Regions from separate parts of the Arachis hypogaea genome. Here region 2 is linked to region 1. Evidence: chromatin contacts called from public Hi-C data. All regions are on one chromosome and are shown on one strand. The core of a region is the stretch at or near the end of the contact, and the rest is flanking DNA. Distances in the headings are between cores, read along the strand shown. Region 1 has its middle 6.8 kb from the start of LOC112797149. Region 2 holds the start of LOC112795131.

The links. A called contact is a pair of places that touch in the nucleus more often than the background predicts.
Region 2: a contact with region 1 is called in a Hi-C map of leaf, with 2.1 times the contacts expected there. The contact joins the promoter of LOC112795131 here to the enhancer-like site in region 1. A contact is called at or near these places in 2 of 8 Hi-C or Micro-C datasets (both in leaf).

Annotation. Positions count from the first base shown.
Region 1 is chr4:106,758,129-106,764,466 of arahy.Tifrunner.gnm2.J5K5, forward strand. No RefSeq gene overlaps it. Among protein-coding and RNA genes, the nearest start is that of LOC112797149, 6.8 kb to the left of the region's middle. Within about 2 kb of position 3,288, at least 2 of the 3 cell types and tissues checked have open chromatin away from gene starts, as enhancers often do.
Region 2 is chr4:106,845,473-106,851,810 of arahy.Tifrunner.gnm2.J5K5, forward strand. LOC112795131 reads right to left here and starts at 2,443. Exons shown (of 1, transcript XM_025837083.1): 1 at 488-2,443. The coding sequence starts at 2,443. The coding sequence ends at 488.

The DNA of each region.
Region 1 (6,338 bases), core at 2,038-4,537:
TTTTGTTTTTAATATTTAAAATATTTAATTTTATTTTGTTTATTATTGTCCTCTAATCAAAATTAATATTTTTTTCTATCATTATCTTACTTTCTTTTTATTTTGTTATTATTTTCATTCTCAATTTGCTAAAAACATAATTATGGCCATTACAAATCTATTATTATGATTATTGTTGCTATCTAGAAGATGATAACGAAAAGGGATATTTTTAGAAAAAAAAATAATTAGAGGATTAAAATAAGATAAAATAAGATGTTTGTAATAAAAATAAAATATTTTAAATATTAAAAAAATTAAGACTAAGTTCAATATTAAGTATTTAAAAAGTACTTTATTCTTTATTAATTTAAGCTTAAATTTTGTTTGTTGAAGTGAAATAATAATTTGTGGCAAAACTAGAGTATATCTGGCCCTTATACCTACACAAATATAAGATAACTTAACATTTTTTAATTTAAACAAATACTTACTAAGTATTAACTGTCAATTTTTTCTTTTTTAATAAAAATGATGGCTTAACATTCTCCATTATACATATTGATTCGGCCAAGCATCTTCTTGGTTAGTGGGAAAAGAATGAATGGACAGCCATAGACTCCAAACTTCATAGTGCCATTATATGTTTGCATTTGGTGGGCCGATCGAGAAAGCAGATTGACAACGAATTTTCTTACCTGAATTGGGCCTTTTGGGCCTAGAGGCCAATAGACTGATAATCCTCTCTCTTTATCTCATTTCATGCATGGGATATGTCCATGTAATGCTTTTATAATATCTTCATTCTTGGATTAATCAAACCTTAGGTCCACTGTCCACCATTCAAATTCAACAAAGTACACTATAAATCGATTTGCGGTTTAGTCTAGTGACATTTGTGGGGTTTTTTATTTTAATAAATAAATTAATTATAATAATTACTGAAATAAATAATTTAAAAATATTTATTAAAATAAATATTTCTCTTATTTTATTTACACGATAAACAAAATAATTTTGCATGTATTTCGTATGAATGAGATAAGACATGTGAATAAATATCTTGTTTGATAAATATCTCGTTTACCATGTATTTTTAAAAAAAAAAATTAAAATAATAAAAAATATTAATAATATCAATAATTCAAACTTTTAACATGTAATTAGTACATAAAAAAATTAGTAGAAAAGATTAAAATAGATATATTTAATCAATAAATACTCAAAAAAATTAATAAAGATTTTCTACTAACTTTTTTATATACTAATTGCATGTTAAAAGTTTAGATTATTGATATTATTAATATTTTTTAGTATTTAAATTTTTTTTAAATACATAAACTATAAATAAGATAATATCTCGTTTATAGTATAAATGAGATAAAAAATATTTATTTTAGTAAATATTTTTTAAATTATTTATTTTAATAATTATTATAATTAATTAATTTATTAAAATAAAAAATCCGACATTTCTGTAAGCTCGCTAGAAGGTACATCGGGATTCAAAATTCTAATTATAACTAGGAAATGAATATATAGAACCTATAAAAAAAAGTGTGTCAGGGTGTATGACCCAAAAAAAAAAAAATAAATTACATCACAACCTTTGCATATGGCAGGATAGAATTTTACAAGCTACATTATCGACTTATGTAAGACATGTATGTTTTACAGTTTTAGCTAGAGATATTTAGAGGAATAATATGAGAATTTTAAATAATTATTTAGAATTTAGATCATTTTGTTAATTAGAGTCTATTTTTTTATAGAAATAATATTAGTTTTATTTTTTTATAAATAAATTTATTAACATCTCAATCATATGATTATTTACTTTAATTACTCGTAAATTTTTATTTTAAAATTTATTGTGTATATGTTATTTCCAAAGATAAAATTAAAGCTATAACACTAAGATAACTCAAACAAGTCCCACTTCTCTTAGTATTAGGCTTGGTTTGACAAAATTTTTATTTTTTAAAAATTATAATGTTTATGTTTGGTAAATTAAATTAAAAATAATTTTTAATAAATATAAATAATAATTATATTTAGTAAAATAATTTTTAAAATTTAAAAATATTATAATAGTTATAAATATAAAAATTAAATTTAAAAACTAATTAATTTATGAGATTATATTAGAGTTTTAAATTTTTATAAAAACAAAAAAATTTTGAAGAAATTTATTTAGGTATTTTAAAAAATACTTTTATCTTATAAAAGTTGCAAACACAATACATAGTCTATTGTACTTTACAAAAATACAAGTACTTCTTCAAAAAACTTTATCAAACCAAGTCTTATATCTCATGATTAAGTGTTATGTGCTTAATTATTCTTTATGAACAAAATTGATGAGAAAAATCTTTTAGAAGTTTAGGCCCTATTTAATAAAATTATGTTATCTTTTTAAAAATAACTTATTAAAATTAAATTTTTAACATAAAATTTTTAAGACATTGTAATAGCTATGTTTGTAAAAGCTTTCAATAAACACAAATTATAAAAAATATATTTGATAAATTTTTTTAATATTTAAAATTAATTTAATAAATATAATATAATAAAAAATGAGAATGCACTTTTAAAAACACTTTTAATTTTTAAAAATATAAACATATAATTTTTTATTTACTAAATATAAAAATAAAATACACACGTGCCTCTTAAAAATATTTACCAAAACTGGGCGTTATTTGGTGTGACACATATTTTTCAAACACTGAAGTATATTTTAGTAGTATAGATTAACACTTGGTCGTGGAGCATGGATATTACTACTATAAATAGAGAAATAAGAAGTTCAATGTCACCAATAACAAAAATAAGTAGGTTATTTCCTAATATACGGCCATATTTGACTTTCAAAATATCCTAGTCTACGGCCTATGGGCTGGTCACGAAGCCCAATTATCATAGTTATTTCCTTTCTTCTTGCACTAGGGTCTAATTTTGATTCTGATTTTGGACAACATATGCCTTGGATCCATTAGATTTGGAAATTTCCGTGGCATAAAGAGTGGATTGGTCTGCAACCAAAAAAAAAAATAAATAAATAAATAAAATAAATTGGTCTAATAATTAACTTATTAATCTACTTAAATAAGTATTTTAAATTCAAATCTCTTTTTGTGTATAAAATAATTTATTGACTAATAACAAACACTTAAATAAAACTCAAATTCTCTCGACAAATTAAACATTCACTTATTAAATTAAAAAATACTGTAAAAAATAAAAAACCTAAGATATCCACACATAAGAATAGTACGTGGCTTAACTATATAGTATATAATGGACGCATGGAGTTTTGCAACCGCTACTTGTATTAAAAAGTTCATAGGGTTTGCCCTGTATGGGGCAGCGATCCAAATAAAAGGGTCCATTGAAATCCAACTCTTCTTGTTCTCTTGGCAGGGCGTTTTTTAAAAAAGAAACAAAATTTCTTATACAATTACTAATAGGAATGGTAAAATTAAATTTATAGTGAGATTCTATTATATAGATTGAAAAAATATCTATATTTTTACTTAAATAAATAAAGAGATTCTAAAATTATTTGATTCTCTTAAATCAATTTTTAAAATAAAAATTTTCTATTTTTATTATTATATAAATTGTTCTAAAACTATGTATTTTAGATTATATGTTAAATATTATACTCTAAGACGATTTATGGTTAAAAATTTTTTAAAAAATTATTTATAAATTATCTCAGAATAATGAGCTTTTCAAATTGAACGTAAATTGTCCTATCCTGCGATAATTTATGCTTTTTACTCTTGAAACACAGTAGCCTAAAAATATTTATGTTTAAATTTAATTCTATTGACAAATATACATAATTATAACCATTAAAAATTCTTAAAGTAAGTAAATTCAATAGTTATATCTCTATATGTACATATATATATATAATGTAATAAATAAGATCTATTTATTTTTATCCAATAAAAATTATTGTCCATTATAGATATTGATCTATCTAAATTACTAATGTCCTTTTAATTCGCATGTAAATCGTCACAGGATTTTAAAGGTTAGCCTCCAACACCTAAATCGTTACCGATTTTAAGATTTAGGTTTGAATATAAATTGTCTGAAACTGTTGTATTTTAAGAATAAAAAGTATAAATTATCACAGGATGAAACGATTTAGTTCAATTTGAAAAATTTATTATCCTGAAATGATTTATAAGTAATTTTTGAAAAGACTTTTAAGTATAAATCATTTCAAAGTGTAACGTTTAATATATAATTTAAAACATACCATTTTGAAATGATTTATATATTAATAAAAATAAAAAATTTGTGTTTTAAAAATTAATTTAAAAAATTAAGTAATTTTAGATTTTTTCTTTTATTTAAATAAAAAAATTTATTTTTTATTTACTAACACCTGACGTGCTGAAATTTACTTTTGTGCAGTTTAAGGCTGCAATGAAATTGTGTTGATATGACTAATATAGTCATTTTTCTTATAATTAATAAATTAAAAAAAATTTCAAGTGTATTGATATATCGATATTTCAGTAATTTTTAATCGTTGATTTTAATTATAAGTTAAAAATTATTAAAATACCAATATATCGATATACTTAAAATTTTTTTAATTTTAATTATGGAAGTGTTTTTCAATTTTCTTTTTCTCTTTTAGGTCAAGTAAATTGTGGTAAGCTGTGATTGTTTTTGTGATGTGGTGAACGGATTTATTAAAGTTTTCTTCTTATTAATGGTAACAAATAAAAATATGGGACTTTGTTTTTATAAATATAATTATGGACATATTTCTTTTCATTTTAGTTCTAGTTTTTTTTTTTTTTTTTTTCAGGATTTTGTTTTATTTTCAAATTTCATCCAATATAAATATTGAAATTAATTTGAAATTAAATTTGTTATATAAAATTCAATTTTATTGTTATTGTCATTGTAGTAATTTTAATTAATTAATGAAAAAATAGTAATTGTTAGAAGTAAAATATTTTGAAGATAATACAAAAGAATTAAGATGTTAAATATTAACAAATTTGAGCTACACATTTATTTATTTAACCTGTGAATCTATTATTACATTTGGTAATTATTGTTTATTCATAATTTGTTTAAAAAAATAAAAAATCATAAAAATATTGGATATCCATTAATTATTTTTTAAAAAAAAGTATAAAATCATAGTTTGTCAACATTAATTTATTTTTTATTATTGTCTTCAATATTTTACTTCTATTGAGACATTGAGTACTATTTTTGCATTGGCTAAAATTACTACAGCAATAACAACAAAAATAGATCCTACAAGAAGTTTAACTTTAAATTCATTTCATTATTTGTATGAAATAAATTTTGAAAAGAATCAAAACCCTGAAAAAGATTAAAAAAATTTGAATTAAAGTGAAAAGAATATACATATAATTGTATTTAAAAACAATAAAAAGGCCGCTGTCATTGGGTTAAAAAATATTAATAACGACGTTATAACTGATAAGTAGTGGCCCAATCATCTCACTTCATTCAAGAATTGCACAAATTTCATAGTGCCAAGTGTTGGTATAAAAATGATGACACATAATATCTGTATCAATAGATAATTTTTACGATTTATACCATAGAATCTGTCAGATATAATTTTTCACATCTCATAGCCTTTGTAATAAATTATGCAACTATTTAAACAACAATTTATCTGGGTAGCTTTGTCTTATAGCTTGATTATACTGGTTATTGATTATTATTACTATAGTAAGTTAATTAAAAATTGTTAGTATTCTTTTGGTATTTTCTTTTTTTAGTTAGACAATTTGTTGAGATCTATTATTATTAGTTTTGTTGAGTTGTATAAAGTTAGTTAGAATAGTATAACCATATATATAGCTGTCATTAGTATTATAACTAGTGTGATTCTTTATTAATACAAGTTTATTACTCACTTTTATCTCAATTTCTCTGGTTATGTGTTCTTTTCCACACACATGAAATTTTTACATGGTGCGGTGAGCGTAGATGGAGGAACACGAAGATTCTGATTGAGGAAAGAGTAATTTTTTCTCTGATTCGCGCATTGTTGATTGCATTCAGAGAATAATGAAGAATCCAGCGTCAATGTTAACGCAGTGTTCATGAACCTTCCTTTTGCTCAATTTTTTTCGATCTTCACATTTTTCTCTTTTGTTTTCTTCAACCTTTTTTCATCTGTTTTCTTTTTCTTCTCTCTTGAACTCATGCCACAGAGTTTGATGAGAGCTCTGTTGTTTCACTGATTTTCTAACAGTGTGGAATAACGAGTTTCCGATCAACAAGATTGAAAGAGAAAGGTTGCGATTTCGGGTCTCAAATTCGAAGTTTCACAGATCGAA
Region 2 (6,338 bases), core at 1,193-3,692, 86 kb after region 1:
ACAGTTTCAGGTAAGCCTCGGAACAAGCATCAATGTTGGAGAGGGTGAAGGAGTCTTTAGGGCATGCCTTGTTGAGGTCCAAGTAGTCAACACACATCCTCCACCTCCCGTTGGCCTTCTTAACTAGGACTATGTTCGACAGCCAAGTCGAGTAGTCAAGTTCTCGGATGAACCCTGCTTCTAACAACCTGGCCGTTTGCTTGGCCACCTCATTCGCTCTCTCCTGGGACATCTTCCTTCATCTTTAGGCCACTAGCCTGGCCTTTACCTTCACAGCCAGGTGGTGTGACATGAACTAGAGGTCGATCCCCGGTATGTCGGCTGGTGTCCATGCAAACAAATCACTATTTGCTCGAATCATCTCCATCAAAGGCTCTTTCAAGTTGTGGGGGAGGTTTCTATTCAAAAAGGTGAATTTGTCTCCGAGTCGCCGACCCTAAACTTTTCCAGGTCTCCTTCAAGCTCTGGTCTTGGTTTATCGTCAATCCTAGCGTCCAGATCGGCTAGGAAAACCCCAGATGCCTCCTTCGACTTCTTTCTTAGGGAGAAGCTGGCATTGTCGCACGTGAAGATCTCCCTTGATGGATCCCACCCACCCATTGTCGGCTTCAAACTTCATTATCAGTATCTTGGTACATATTACCACTGCAAACTCGTTAATTGTTTTCCTCCCCAAGATAAGGTTGAAAGTCATGGAGTCCCTTAGAACAACAAACTTCGCCATTAGCGACCTCTTTCCTTGACCTCCCCCTATGGAGACCGGGAGGGAGATTATTCCATCAGGCTTGATAAAATTATCCCCTAAGCTGACCACCCCGTGCTGGTGTGTTTTCAAGTCGGCTTCCCAGAGGCCCAAGGCGTCGAACACGTTTTGGAACATAATGTTTGAATCGGCTCCGGTATCAACGAGAATTTGCTTGACCAAGCCTATTCCCACTCTTGCTGTGATTACCATGGGAGGGTTCCCTGGCATGTCATCAAACGATCGGTCCCCTGGTGCAAATGATATCATTGGGACTCTTCTGGGGGAAGGCCCATGAGTAGCTGATGACACAGCCAGGACCTTAGCATATTTTCTTGCTACCAACTTCGATCTCGGTGCAGCGTCCCTCCCAACTACAACATTCACGATAGTGAGGCCGCGGTCATTGTCCTCTTCAGGTTCTTGCCTTGGCTTCACAGTACGACCCCTATCTTCGTCAGATCGGTTGTGCTCTCGACTCCTAGGTTCTCTTATGAACTGCGAGAACTCCGTCAGCTTGCCTTCACGGATCGCCTCTTCCAGAGCGTCCTTCAGGTCAAAGCAATCTTGGGTTTTATGGCCGAAACCCTTGTGGTAGTCACAGTAGAGGTTCTTGTTTCCTCCGGTTTTGTCCTTGAGCTGGCGAGGCTTTGACAAGATGCCTTGGTCGGCTATCTGTTGGTACACCTCGACGATCAGGGCCGTCAAAGGGGTATAGTTAGTGAACTTTCCTACCCAGGGGAAAGGCTTGAAGGGTTTAGTTGGCCCTCCGTCTTTGGAGTGCTCCTTAGGCATTTTCCTGTTCCCGGGCTGACGAGTAGGATGATAGGCGGGCTGCCATTTGTTGGCTGTCTTCACTTGGCTGACCTCCTCGTCGTTGATGTACTCTCTCGTCACATTCTGGATTTCCTGCATTGTCCACACAGGTTTGGTGGTGAGGTGTTTCCAAAAGTCTTTATTCAATAGCCTGTTTGTCAGGCAAAGGCTAGCCACCGAATCGGTCAAGCCATCAATCTCTAGGCACTCATCGTTGAACCTATGCAGATACATCCTGGTCAATTCTCCGCTTCTTTGGGTCACCCCTAGAAGATTGATCGGATGTTTGGCCTTGGCCATACGCGTGGTAAATTGTGCTAGAAAGTCTCGGGTTATGTCCACGAAAGTCGTCACGGACCCCTGAGGGAGCGCGTTGAACCACCGAATTGCCGATCCTACCAGGGTCACAGGGAAGGCGTGACATCTCACCTCATCACCCACACCCTCCAGGTTCATCCTGGCCTCAAAGGCCGTTAGGTGTTCCTTGGGATCTTGTGTTCTGTCATATCTCATGTATGTTGGCTTGTCGAAGTGTTTCGGCAATCGGACCTCGAGAATGGAGTGGTGGAAAGGCATCGCTCCCAGGATTATAGGGTTTCGTCGCCTTCTCAGTCTCTCCCTGCTTTCTTCCCGGTCTTCCTCTTTGGCGTGTCTTGCTAAGGGTCGAATGTAGATTACAGGGTCTTTCCGTCTTCTCAGCACTTCCCTACTTTCCCCCTGGTCCTCAGACTCCGCGCAGGTCACGGGGGGTCGGGAACCCGTTGCACGCCTGGCATGGTGCCTCCAGGGGCTTCTATCTTGGGATTCCCTTCTCCTCTGAGGAGACTGGGAGCGAGGTTGGCTCGGGCCGGGCTGGTAGCGCTCCTTGGTCACCAACTCTTGCATTATTCTTGCCCTGTCACTTTTCGTTCCTCTGAAAGAGTGCCTTTCCCAAGAACGGGAAGGAAGCTCGTCCCTCCGGGAAGGGGATCTCGTGCGTTCGTGGGAAGAAACCAAAGAGGCCACCCTACTGGTTCGATGAGCGTTCTCCTCTACACACGGCTCGCCTCCATCCTCTCCTTTCACTGGACCCAACAAAAAATCCATTCAGACTAGAGGTTCCCCGGTAACAGCGTCAATGTTCGGGGAGTCAGTTCCCAAACGGGTCGGAAGTACTATGAGTGTGAGGTGGTTGGAGGGGACTTGGATCTGGGTCACTGGTGAGAGAGTGGATCTCCCGGGTTGGTGTTGGCGAGTGAGGACTAGAGCTTCCTGACCTCCCGGGTTGTTGGAGCGATGAGGGGGGAGCCACCTGCAAAAAGGGCTCTGATGCTCAAAAAGGGATATAATATACTAAGATTTCGTAATGATAAAGGCGTTGATATAAGAAAATATAAGATACACACACACACGCACGCACGCACGCACGCACGCACGCACGCACGCACGCACGCACGCACGCACGCACGCACGCACGCACGCACGCACGCACGCACGCACGCACGCACGCACGCACGCACGCACGCACGCACGCACGCACGCACGCACGCACACACACACACACACACACACACAGGATTTTGAAAGAAATACATACCAAGTACTAATCTTCACCTGCAAAAAAAGGCCGGCTAAAAAGTTGTATTACAACTAGAAGTATACTCAAAATACAATTCTGTTTCTCTAAAGTTAAACCTCTAAGAGGGATACAGAATTACTTATACAAAGTGGAGAATACATATAAACTAGGTACAAAATATAACTCCCAAAGGAAAGTCTTCGCTTCCCAGAAAGAGTCCAGAATGCTCAATGAGATGCGTCATGTTCTGCATCTGAAAACAACAAAATCCTACAACAGGTGAGAACCCGAACGTTCCCAGTAAAATAACAGTTCCAAGTTAAGACAATGTAAAACTATACGAACTTACTAAGCAATCCTAAACTCCAACAATTTATATCCAAGCCTGGGGTCACACTAATCCAAAAATATGGTAATTAAGCTAAGAATTCCACTATACTAGTAATTCATAATCTCAGTCCTTCACAACACCTCTCAGCCTTTCTCTTTTCTATATCACAGTCCATCAGCATATGATTCAGTAATTCAGTATCACAACTTAGTTTTTCACAAACTTCCAATCACCATATTCTTATCAGGAACAACCCTCAGCGTCACCATTGCAAGCATAAGGGATCTCTCAGTTGTTCAAACACATACAAAACAATATAAAAAATACACAAATAGAGAAAATAGATAAAACAATTAGCTTAAATAGCATATAGATACAATTATTCAACAAGGAAAGCCAAATACAAGATGCACACCCAATCAATACACACAAATGCAAATGATGCATGCCTGTCCTAATGGCCATGAGCTCACGTGTTGGTTAAACTGGTAGAACCTGACATATTCAGTAGCTAACCCAGATATCGTCTTTCTACACAAAGAAAATTCTCAATCTTTTATAAGGGAATCTTCAACCTTCCAATTAGAGAGAGATTGTGATGTAACAATAGAAAATTCTTAACCTAATTCGTTCATACCATAGCCAGAAATTGGATCAAAGGGAATCCTCAACCTTCTCCATTCAATTTTTCAATGTAACAAGAGAGAAAATTCTCACCCTCACTTGCTCATTGCAACAAGAGAGGAAATTCTCAACCTCAACTTATCTATCACAGCAACAGAGAGAATCCTCAATCTCAGCTTGCCTATTCGTAAGCGGAACAAAGCCACCGTCCTCACTACATCAATCTAAATCTCATTTCCATCAAACATAATCTCAATCATAACCAAAAATCAAATTAATAATACAAAATTGAACCGAAAGAAATTCTCAACCTTCTATCCAACTTCCCGATACGACAAGAGAGAGAATCCTCAACCTCAAACTTGTCCACCACAACAAGAGAGGAAATCTTCAACCTCAGCTTGTCTATCCATGAGCGGGATCAAACCACCATCCTCACAATGTCAATCATAATGTCTTCTCAATTATAATCACGACACAAGAGAGGGAGTCCTCAACCTCAACTCGTGTATTCATTCCGGGATATAGTTTCCGTCACACTCTTGGGATATAGTGTTCGTCACACTTTTCAATCTTAGCTTTCATCCTAAGGGTCACATAATCCCTCGCTTTTTGATCTAAGCCTCAAGTCAATTTGATTCCATTATGATCACAATCCTAACTCATAATTTTGTATAACCCCATCTGTTATTTAGAGCAACACTCTTGTGATATAATACCCATCACACTTCAATCATAATTTCATCATAATCCCCATTCACCTCTATAAACGTATAATCAGAGAAAATCCTCAACTTCCCCAATTCGTAATCAATTTATCAAGTTTAGGTTCATTAATTCCAATATTTTATCAATTATCAACTCCATTAACTCGTGAGAGGTATAATACCACTGTTCTCATCGCGGGCGAGACGAATCCCATGTCATCCGGTTTAACCAATCGCTTATTCGAGAATAATTTAATTTAATGCCAAGTGCTCCGTAATCAACCTAAGCATCCAAATTTAGACCAATGTCAACCAAGCATCCAAGCTCTCAACAATTAAGTTATTTACAAAAAAAATTACAATTTTCTCAACCTAGGTTCATAGAATTAGAAAATTCAAAAGGAAAAAAACTTTCTCACCTCAGCCCATTCAGAATCTATGCTAGAGTATTCCTTAAAGAACCAAAATCACAAGATTTTAACTCACATATACTAAAAACGTGAATTCAGTGAGGAACTCGAAAATAGAGCAAGAATTTCGGATTTACTCACCACAATAGTTAATAGAATTGAAGAGGATGAGGAGAGCAATGTGTAGCTACAAATGACTCGTTAATTGGAACTACAGATTAAAAGTTATGAGGGATGAAAAATTATAGTGAATAATAACTTAGGGTTTGCTCTCTTCCTCTCTTCTCCTCTCTACATGCCCTCTCTCACTCTCGACTAAAATGAGAGTGAATAGTGATGAAATGAGGATTACAACATGGGCCCATTTGCAATTTTGAGCCAGTTGGCCTTACCTTAGGCCAAAATCTTTAAAATAAGTATCCGAATTTTATTCTAAATATTTTTCTTGTCATTTTTACAGTTCTAATTTTATCACTCGCAGTACCGAACAGATTTAAGCCAGTACAGTTAATTTTAACGCCGATACACGTTTTTTCGCAATTGATTATATTTTTGCACTCACATTTTATTTTCTAAATTAAATTCTCACTAGCATTTTTGAATAATTTAATTTAATGCCTTCAATATATTCACACTCATTCCAGAGCCTAAAAATTAGTTTCGAACCTTAAACAGAGGTTATAGAGGTGAAAACACATATTGGATAAGCAAAAACAGTTAAAATTAACATTATCTGAAAAATAGGGCAGTCATACGCACGAGTTCACCTTTGTGCATATGCACGAAAACACGCACAAAATTTGTTTATTTTTAAAATGCAGGTCGTGCGTACGCATGGGTTGTGTGTACGTATGACTTGGCTTTTGTGCGTACACATGGGTTGTGCATACGCGACCCCAATTTTCTGCAACTTCTGCATAATCCAGTTTTTAACATCAATTTTCAATCATTTATAACTTTCTCTACAAAATTCTATTTTCTTTCTTTCTTAAACCGATTTAAAGCTTTCATCATCATCTTTAATTTAAGGAAAATTTCATCCAAATCCAGGTATCAAGCACTAAGTTATGGTTCATCGAAGTGTCAAGTTATGCCTCGTCGATGATGGTTAAAAAATTAATTCTTACCCAATTTACACAAATACTCGTTT